Linked DNA regions of Mus musculus: region 1 is linked to region 2. Evidence: chromatin contacts called from public Micro-C data. All regions are on one chromosome and are shown on one strand. Each heading gives the region's core, a stretch centred on a gene start, on an enhancer-like site or on the middle of the called end of the contact. The rest is flanking DNA. Distances are from core to core; before and after follow the strand shown. Region 1 holds the start of Cdx2 (caudal type homeobox 2). Region 2 holds the start of Uncx (UNC homeobox).

Evidence for each region. A called contact is a pair of places that touch in the nucleus more often than the background predicts.
Region 1: a contact with region 2 is called in a Micro-C map of embryonic stem cells, with 17 times the contacts expected there. The contact joins the promoter of Cdx2 here to the promoter of Uncx in region 2. A contact is called at or near these places in 4 of 39 promoter capture datasets (cranial neural crest, embryonic stem cells, hippocampal neurons and 1 more), 11 of 484 Hi-C or Micro-C datasets (embryonic stem cells, epiblasts, germline stem cells and 1 more), 1 of 115 datasets of contacts at active chromatin or transcription factors (embryonic stem cells) and 1 of 9 other capture datasets (embryonic stem cells).

Annotation. Positions count from the first base shown.
Region 1 is chr5:147,305,722-147,310,631 of GRCm38.p6, forward strand. Cdx2 (caudal type homeobox 2) reads right to left here and starts at 1,528. Exons shown (of 3, transcript NM_007673.3): 1 at 724-1,528. The coding sequence starts at 1,261.
Region 2 is chr5:139,542,641-139,547,758 of GRCm38.p6, forward strand. Uncx (UNC homeobox) reads left to right here and starts at 1,258. Exons shown (of 3, transcript NM_013702.3): 1 at 1,258-1,639; 2 at 1,815-1,990; 3 at 4,004-5,118. The coding sequence starts at 1,354.

The DNA.
Region 1 (4,910 bases), core at 278-2,777, 7.8 Mb after region 2:
CAGACCGGCAATCTCGGGTCTTTCGTGAAAAATCTCCCGAATCCAACACACAACACTCTCAGACACACGAGATTCTAGAAGGGAAGGGTCAGGAAGAAACCTTCTTAAGAAGCCGAGTCCGCTGTGATGCTAAGAGAGGATTTCTATGAGAGACTTTGCTTGGCAGAGAGAGGGAAGAGTCAGGGACCCTGGAGTTCCCCCACTTCCTCCGAGGCTTCTGGGGGGCTCCGCCTTCTCTCCAGGGGCGCACCGCGGCGTCTGTGCTCGCAGCAGCACCGACCCCTTCAGTAGACCCTAATGGCCAAACTGATCCTGGCGCAGCCTCCACACTCCCTGGCCCTTTCGGGGGGGTACCTCAGATGGAAGAAGAAAAGCAGGTAGCTAAGTTGAGTAGGCACGGCAAAGAGAATCCAAGCGGCCCGACCCTCTCGGCCAGGAACGGTGTAAGGAATGCGGGAGGCAGCCAACTCAAGGGCACGATTCAGCTCGCGGCGGGCGACAGTGCTTAGGACACTACCGGGAGCTTCCGAAGGCGTCCCGAGGTTGCCAATGGGGTACTGCCCTAAACAAACCTGGGGGAGCGAGACACAAATATACACTCCTGGGATGAATCCACCTGTATTTCCCCCTTTGCCCCTTCTCCTGTCCTGGCTAGGAGCTGGCAGACAGCCCGCGACAGCCCCAACGCACGCGGGACCTGGGGCGCGCCCCGGCACCGCTTACCTTGGCTTCCTAGGGACTGCTGCGCGGGCTTCCGCATCCACTCGCACAGGTTTCGCCGCTGGCCGCTGGGGGACAGCTGTTCGGCGGCGGCGGTGGCTGCGGGCCCCGGGGGGCCGAGGTTGAGCGTCTGCAGCAAGCCGGAGGCGCAGGACGGCGAGGCGGCCGGATGGTGCGGGTGATGATGCGGGTGATGGTGCGCGTGGTATTCGGCGGGGCTGCTGTAGCCCATAGCGGCGGCCGGGGAGCCACCATTGAGACCGTGGGCTACCGCGTTGGCTGCCGCAGCGCCCCCGGGTGCGTAGCCATTCCAGTCCTCGCGGAGAGGGGCGCCGTACGCGGTGGGCCAGGATGGCCCTGGGGACTGAGCGCTGTCCAAGTTCGCCGTAGCAGCCGCCGCGGCCGCCACGTGGTAACCACCGTAGTCCGGGTACTGCGGAGGACTGACAAAGTTCTGCGGAGCCAGGTTCAGGCCGCCGGAGTGGCGCACGGAGCTAGGATACATGCTCACGTCCTTGTCCAGAAGGTAGCTCACGTACATGGTGGCGAGGGACCCAGAGCAGACCTCACCATGCTGTCTGGGGACAAACGTTGAAGGCTGCCAGAGGCGCGAGGCGCAGGGGGCTAGAGATAAAGGTAGCTGGCTGCACCTCAGCCCACGGTGCTCCGTCGGCTCCTTGCAGAGCTTCTGCCTCCCGGGCAGTCCCTCCCTCCGTCCTGCCTCCTCCCCTCTCTTCCTTCTTTCCTCCCACCTCCTTGCCAGTAAGCTGTAGAGGCGGGGATGACCCGCCGCAGGTTGGCTCGCGGAGTCCCAGGCCAGCGGCCTTACGTGATTAACGAGTGTTTACAAGACTCTATTAGTAATGACACAGACACCAATGGCTGGAGACGTCGAGGCGCAGCGCGCTACGCACACAGTCCCCACCACCACCACCCCCAGAAACACGATTTGCATTTTAAAAGTTGGGGAGGGGGGCGCTCCTGAGAGGGCAGCGACCAGATCACAGCTGAATATTCAGGCCCTTCTTGCTAGCTACGAGCTTCCTCCTTCCAACCTGGGTGCACTTTAACCTCCAATCACAGGTTCAAAGACTGAAATGAAGAGACTTGCAAACGCCTTGGGAAGTCCAGAAAGGCAGGCTTGGTGGGAAGCTGGGTTTGGAAACGGGCGGGCGCAGCCTTTCGTACATTCTCAGGCAGAAGGTGGTCAAGAAAGGGGGGGGGGGGGAGGGAAGTCATTGCTTTGAAGAGCTTTCTGACCAACCCAGGAGGTAGGTGGCTTGTAGAGCTGCGGTGAAGGCTATTCCTTCCCGCTCTGAGAACCAGGAGGAGACTGACGGACGGACGGTCGGACAACCCTCAGCAATACATTTATTTCCTTGTCAAAGGAAACCACTCGGCCTCTACAAAAGAGAAAAGACGATTCTACCTCCAGGTTGCGCCCCCCACCCCAGGATTTGTCTTACAGTTAAGATTTAAGTTCAAGGAAAGCAATTCATTTTTAAAAACTATTACATTAAACAATCGAAACCCTCTTCAAAGCCAACAACTGGACCCACGATATGGAAGGCAGTAATTAGTGGATGGCTGGGATCCTGATATATTTCTCTCCCTTAAGCAAAATGCTAATTACACGACGTATTCGGTTTGAAACTTCCACAATTACACTTGTGTTTTTCCTGAGTGTATTTAAGAGTTTGTTTGTTTTGTTTTGTTTTAATCAAGGGAAGTATTTGTGCTGACACCTATCTAGTTATTCTTGTCTTATGTCATGCTTAAAACACTTTCTTCTGAGGAGAGATAGCTCAGCCAGAACACTGCCTGCTCTTGCGGAGGACCCATGTTCAATTCCCAGTACCCATTTGGTGGGCTCAAAACTCCAGAACTCCAGCCCAAGTAGATATGACACCCTCTTTTGGTGTCCAGCCACCATACGTGAGTGATACAGAGGCATACATGCAGTCAAAAACAGCCATACCCATAAATAATAATAAAATAAATATTAAAGCATTAAATTAGTTTAAAACAGCACTCTGTCCTTTATAAAGTGAAAGCTCTCTCTGCAGAAATTTGCTTTTCATCCCACGGAATGAATCCACCGTTGTCGCTATTCATTACTGCTACGGAAGAAAATACTTTTCTGAGCCAAGGCTGAGGTTGGAACCCTACAGGAGAACCTTTGGGTGTGGGAGAAAGCCAACCTTGGCCCTTTTCTCTTGAGACTTTGGTCTGTCTGCAAAGGCAGCTTGATGAGATTGGGGCTGCCACTTCAGACATGACGTTCCAAACTACCCAGGTCCTCGCTGGACAGTCGCGCTTTGCTGTAGCTGATGGTGTCTGCAACCCAAGGATGCTGACAATGCTCTCTCCTGCCTGGAGCCCTGCACTTGTGTGTCCATTCGTGTGTCCTTCTTGGGGGCACTTGTCCAGGCTCCTTTATCCCCTCAATTCCCACCTCTTGCATTTCTTACAGCTATGGAAACTTGCACATCCTCCTGACAGTCTGTGTTTTGTAAGAAGGGTTAAAACCGGGGTGGGGGTGGGGGGGTGGCTTGATCTTCAAGAGCTGTCCCTCAAGAAGCCAAGGACCCTTGTTGCTCCTCTTTAAAGCCCTCCCAGGTACCTTGCAGGAACAGCAAGGGTGTCATCTTACTTTCCAAGAAATAAACCTGAGGGTGGGTGAGAGGTTGGAGGAACCAAACCTCATTCCAGAAGGAAGGACCAGGAAGGGTGTTCAAGTCCCCAGGGGGTGGCCAGAATGTGGAAGGTTAAGTGGTAGGCATTGCAGACTTTTGATCTTAGGACTATCTCCCTCCCCTTCCTGACTCAATCCCTCCTTCCACCCTTCACATCCCTTCCCAGGCTTAAGCTCTGGAGCTGAGGCCCAGGTCCAGGCCCAGCCTGTGTCTTCCGAATGCCGGCATTCTGGCATTGCTTTGAAACAATCACTTTATTAGGGACAGCCATTCCCTCAGCCCTGTGGTAGCCACTTCCTGAGTTTTTATGACCCCCGGAGCTGCCAGCCGCTGGCTAATTGTCCCTGTTTTCCAGCTGTGTCTCTGTGCTCTGCCACGGAGAAAGGACTCCAGAAAGGACTCCAGCTTGGGCACCCAACCGCTTGGGAGACCGACAGAGCTACTGTACTCACCCCAGGTCAAGCCAGGTCCTCCGAGCTGACCAAACAACAGAGAGTTTTAATTAATTGGGGTGCTTGAACCCAGGATAGGAAATGATACTGACAGGAACTGGTATCCCTGACTTGCAAAACCTGGGCGCCCCAGCAGCAGCCTGGACAGGACTGCAGTAGCAGAGCCTGGCTGTTTGGAGAGAAGAAAGGAGCCAAGGAGTGGTGGTCTCTGACTCGATCTTCAACACCCCCCACCCCCACCCCCACCCCCACCCCCACCCCCACCCCCGTGGATGGATTCTCCTCTCAGGCAAGAAAGGGCCCAGCTGGCTCCCCTCAAGGGACAGGGTTGTTAGAACAGTCCTGAGTTCTGTATAAGGATGTCCTGGGTGTCCTTCCATTGGGACAGTTCTAGCAGGTCCTTGCCCATCCTCTGGAAATCCCCACTGGGCTGAGGCATGCATGTCCTCTAGCCAAGGGGCTGGTCCACACCTTTAGCATAACATAGTGCAAGATGCATCATCAAAGTCCTCTCTCCAGACACCCCTTACTCTTGAGCTGAAGTGCTTAGCAGTATGCTTAAGGGTTTGTTGTTGTGGTTGGGTTGTTTTTGTCTGAACTGAGACTATCAAGGACCACTCTGACTGTCCCCAACTCCACTGTAGGTGGCTTCTTTCCACACACTATCCTGTCACCAGTCCTCCATGTTGACAAACCTTGAGCCGCCAGGGCAGGAGAGAGTAGGAAGGGAAAAAATGATCCAGGTAAAGGAAGCCAAAGGAAGACTGCAGAGGCAGCCAACCTGGTTCCCTTTGTTGCTGACAGTGTAGAGGCCATTATACATTCTTTGAAGAGGGTCTCTTTTCAGCATCCAGGCTGGTGGCTTGGGTAGGGGCTTTGACTGGGGTGGGGGGATGAGGAGATGGGGCAGGAACACAGGACACACTGGACAGAACAGGATTAGAGGCTACAGGAAGGGGCAGGCTCCTTCACCAGGCAGATGTGGCACTCCTTAAACCCTGCTCAAAGGTTTCACTGTCTGTTCCAGCTACTGTGACAGGAC
Region 2 (5,118 bases), core at 8-2,507:
TATCCTGAAGTTACCATTGTCCTTCCTCCTTCCATGCTCCCTCCTCCTCTGGGCTGGCATCCAGGACCCATATGTGTGGGAGTTAAGTGGGGTTAGGGTGCCCCAGCTGCCACCACCCTGTCTATATTGATGGGGTAACTGCCAATCAAGGAGGAGGGCGTCGGGTTAGACTCCTTATAGGTGGGGGCCGCATTTGGCTGGATCACTGTTTGGAGGTTCTTCTCTCCCCCCCTTCCCCTCCTCTCCTCTCCCTTTCTCCCCTCCCCCTTTCATTCTGGTCTCTCCGTCCATCTAGTCCCACTTCCCTCCCTTTCTTCTCTTTTTCTGCCTTGTTCCCCTCCTTCCTCCCCTTCTCTCCACTCTCCGTTTTCATTCTCCCTTCTCTTTATCCTCCCCGCTTTCTCTTCTCCTCTTCTCGCTTCTCTCTGTCCTTCCATCGCTTCTGGTTCCACTCCTCTCTCCTTCCTTTCTCCCCCATTACTTCTTCTCCTTCCTCCTCCATTCTCCTCCCTTTCTTCTTCTCCCCTCCCCTCCATCCTTTCCTCCTCTCCATCCACTTCCTCTCCTTCCTCCCTTTCTCTTTCTGCACTCCTCCTCCCCCAAACCTTTCCTTTCTCCCCCTCCCTCCTGGGCTTGTTCTTCCTCCTCTTTCTTCCCCTTGGTCTTCCAGTTCGTCGGGACACTTCTCTCCCCTTCCTCTCCTCCTCTCTTCCTCCCCCTCCTCCTCCCTCCGCCGCTCGCGGCAGCCCGCAGCCCGGGAGAGGCCGCTGGTAGAGAAGCCCTTGTAGTTTTAAATTCAATGTGACAGTTTCGGAAAGAGCGGATGATGAATCTCCCATTATTGGATCAGTCTATTTGCCGCTCAATGTCTCTCTGTAATTGGAGCAACATCACTTTAAAGGTTCAGAGAGTACAGCATTTCTGGTGAAAAATCCCCACAACACGCCGGCGAATGTTTTAAAGGGAAATCTATTAGAAGGAGGCGAGGGGCGGGAGCGGCGGGGAGCAGGAGTGGGGGGCTCGCCGGGGGCCCCCGGCCGGCCGAGCGCGGCGGTGCCCCTCCCTCCCCACCCCGTCTTGTTGTGACAGCTCCTGATACTGTTTATGGAGGTGCGTGTCAGGTATAATTAGCAATCGATATGGAAAACGTTTCCTTGCACCCAGCACGCCTCTGACGTCAGAGCCGATTAGCGCTTCTTATTGGTCCCAAATTCCCCGGGCCGCGGCTAATTATCGAGAGCTTGATGTTGATAAAGTAAAGCGGCGGAGCGCGGGCCGAAGCATGTGTAGGGCTCCGGGCCCCTGTCCCCGCCGCCGTCCGCGCCCCCGCGCCCCGCCAGCCCCGCGCGCGAGATGATGGACGGTCGCCTCCTGGAGCACCCGCATGCCCAGTTCGGGGGCTCGCTGGGCGGCGTGGTGGGCTTCCCCTACCCGCTGGGCCACCACCACGTGTACGAGCTGGCCGGTCACCAGCTGCAGTCGGCCGCCGCCGCCGCTGCCGCGGCCTCGGTGCCCTTCTCCATCGACGGCCTGCTCAGCGGCTCGTGCGCTGCAGCCGCCGCCTCGGTGGTCAACCCCACGCCGCTGCTGCCGGCTGCCTGCGGGGTGGCCGGCGAAAGCCAGCCCTTCAAGCTTGCAGGTAGGCTGGAGGCGGGGACACGGGGAAACACAACGGGGGGCCTCGGGGTGGGGTGCACCAGGCCGTCGGAGAATAGCGACCCACTCCTCCGTGCACCCCGCACCCGAGGTGGGTGCAAGCGGGACAAGCATCTGCCAGGTGGCTGAGCCTTGCAGCGTCCTGTGCATGCCCGCAGACTCGGGGGATCCAGACAAGGAGAGCCCCGGCTGCAAACGGAGACGCACCCGCACCAACTTTACCGGCTGGCAGCTGGAGGAGCTGGAGAAGGCGTTCAATGAGAGCCACTACCCGGACGTGTTTATGCGCGAGGCGCTGGCGCTGCGCCTGGACCTGGTCGAGTCCCGAGTTCAGGTAAAGATTGGTGTCGCCCAAGGAGTCCGAGATCCCGCACTAGGCGTGCAGAGCGCGGTGAGGCAGGGCCACCTTTGTTCTAAGTGGCGGGGAGGTGGTTTCAGGCTCCGCGCTGCTGGCCATGGTGGGGATTATGAGGGTTGAACCCCTTCTCCCATCTGGAGGTGAGTAACTTGAGAGTGCCGAGGTGATTGGGGAGAGATCCTGGTGGCGCCCCAGTAGCCACTGCAGTGACTGCGTTCGATTCGGGGAAGCCGGGTGTAGGTTGGCTGCGGCCGCGGCGCACAGTCTGGAAAGGCTGCCGAGGCTCGAAAAGCCCTCCAGGAGGGGACAAAGTGGGCCCTGGCCTGGGCGCTCTTGACAGAGGCTTTCTCCCATCCTCGAAGCTGACAGATCTGTTGCTTTATTTCTGGCTTGTGAAATATTAAGATAGAAACATGCATTTATCCATCGTCTTACAAACAGCCGCTGGGGGGGTGCATTTGTGGGAGAGTAGGTGGAAACTTTCGCGGTTAACACATTGGAAAAGAGGGGGCTTAAAAAAAAGGGCATCTGAATTTAAGATTCTTCTCCATTAAATTCCTCCCTCCCCAACCTCTTCGTTATTCGATTTCATGAGGAGTCAGGAAGCAGTATTCATTAAAAAAAAAAAAAAAGCAGCGTTAATTTGGCGTAATAAAATTCCAGAATTAATGTCTGCATAATAGATGCTTTCCTAGAATACAGAAACCTTGGGGTCTGTGTTATTAGTGGGTGCCTGGGGTGGAGGCAGACGCTGGCAAAATACCAGTTTAGCGCCATAGCTTTGCCTGAAATATTTGGGTCCTGGGCTTTGGCCTGCTCTCATCTGTTTAAAAATCCCTCTCTCCAAATTGTTCTGTGGCTTAAGTGAAGTCCGAATCTTTTTTATATCCCCTCTAATATGATAGAAATTTCTGATGAGGAAGTAATCTGGAAATTGCACCCCTCCAAAAAAAAAAAAAGTTTTGAAAAAGAAAAGAGAAAGCTTCCCAGGGTGTTGGCTTAGTCTCAGAGACTTTTGCACAAACCAGGCTCCCTTGGAGCAGGTCTGCTGTGCAATCCTGCTAACTTTATACGGGCCACAACAAAGCCTTTACATTGCTACATTCTGCAAGGCATGGTAGCCTTGCCCAGGTCCTTGGCCCAGGGAGCGGTGGTGGTCTTGGGAGCTGCTGTGATCTTTAAATTCTTCTTGGCTGTCCCAGACAAGACCTGCTGAGAGCAGGAAGGACTACAGAACATCCCTGCTCTCAAGGGGGGGGGGGGGGCTGGTGGTCAGCTTTGGGCCTGCTTGCCCACCTTGTGGCACCCCCCATCCCCCCAGGTCAGGCTAGGCTGGACTGCTTTGGAAAAGCTTTGTGGTCCCTGGTCCTAGGTCCTGCATAACGAATGATGTGCGTAGCTGTGCTGGGAGAGCTGGGCTAATGAAGGTCCATCCAAGTTCGGCTTCACAGGCCCTTCTTGAGGAAGAAGTAACCAGATTTCCCTTCAAGGGAGACCCTGCAATGTGGGCCTTGAGCATCTCTTGGCCCCCCCCCCCCCAACACAGGGGCTGCCGGTTCAGCACAGCCTTTCCTGATCACCAGGCCAGGCCCCTTAGAACTGAGAGACCACGGCGAGGGCAAACTGGGGCCTGCTTCTGCCCCCTACCCCCAACCAGGAACTCTGGACAGCGCTGGGTCACAGGCGACACGGGGCTTGCCTGAGGAAGGGGCAGCTCCCTGGGGCCGGAGGTGAGAATTGAGAGCGGGGAAACTGGCCAAGAGGCCCATCTATGCTCCTTCCGGGCGGATGAGATGCTGGCCAGAAGCTGCAACCCGAGTATCAGCATCCAAGGGCTGGTGGAGAGCTAGCCCTGGATCCGGCTGCTCCCGCTGGAGCCGAGGTTGTTCAGACCTGTCTGGGGCGCGCTTGGGAGGCCCGCGGCCCCCGCGGAAGGCTAGCCAGCCTGATTGTGCCTTCCCCCATCCCCCCTTTGTCCGGCTGTTCTAGGTCTGGTTCCAAAATCGCCGGGCCAAATGGAGAAAGAAGGAGAACACCAAAAAGGGCCCTGGCCGGCCGGCCCACAACTCGCACCCGACCACGTGCAGCGGGGAGCCCATGGACCCAGAGGAGATCGCTCGCAAGGAACTGGAGAAGATGGAGAAGAAGAAACGCAAACACGAGAAGAAACTGCTCAAGAGTCAGAGCCGCCACCTGCACTCGCCCGGTGGCCTGTCCCTGCACAGCGCGCCCAGCTCCGACAGCGACAGCGGTGGCGGAGGCCTGTCTCCAGAGCCACCCGAGCCGCCACCGCCGACCGCCGCGGCCAAGGGTCCTGGAGCGCACGGCTCTGGCATCGCGGGTTCCGCTCCGGTACCTCCTGGCGAGCCACCCGCGCCTGGCACCTGCGATCCCGCCTTCTACCCGAGCCAAAGAAGCGGCGCCGGCTCGCAGCCACGGCTAGGTCGCCCGGCGGACAAGGACACGGTCCCTTGCGGGCCTGGAGCGGCGGCGACTGCGGGCCTGCCTAAGGCTAGCCCGTTCAGCGTGGAGAGCCTGCTGTCCGACTCGCCACCGCGCCGCAAAGCCACCCCAGCCAACGCTGCGGCCACTGCGGGGCTGGACTTCACGCCGGGGCTGCCGTGTGCACCTCGGACCCTGATTGGCAAGGGCCACTTCTTGCTCTACCCCATCACGCAGCCCCTGGGTTTCCTAGTGCCACAGGCAGCGCTCAAGGGCGGAGCGGGCCCTGAATTGGTGCCCAAGGACGCGCCGCCCGCGCCCCCCGCGCCCCCCGCACCACCCGCGCAGGCCAGTTTCGGGACCTTCCCCGGACCTGGTGGCGCTGCGGACCCGGCCTTCGCCCGTCGCAGCCCTGAGGTTGTTGCCTCTCCCGGGCCACCCGCTCCCGCTTCTTTCCGGGACCTAACAGCGGCGGCTGCCGAGAGCGGTGCCGGGGACTGCGCGGACGTGGGGACCGTCTGCCCCGCGGCCTCGCCGCCCCCACCTCTCGAAACGTCGCCTGGCCCGGGCCCTAGAGCCCCCAGCCCACCCGGGGAGCCAGCCACTTGCGGCGCCGCTGAGCCGGGCGCTGCTACGGGACCCAGCCCTCCCGAGGGCGAGGA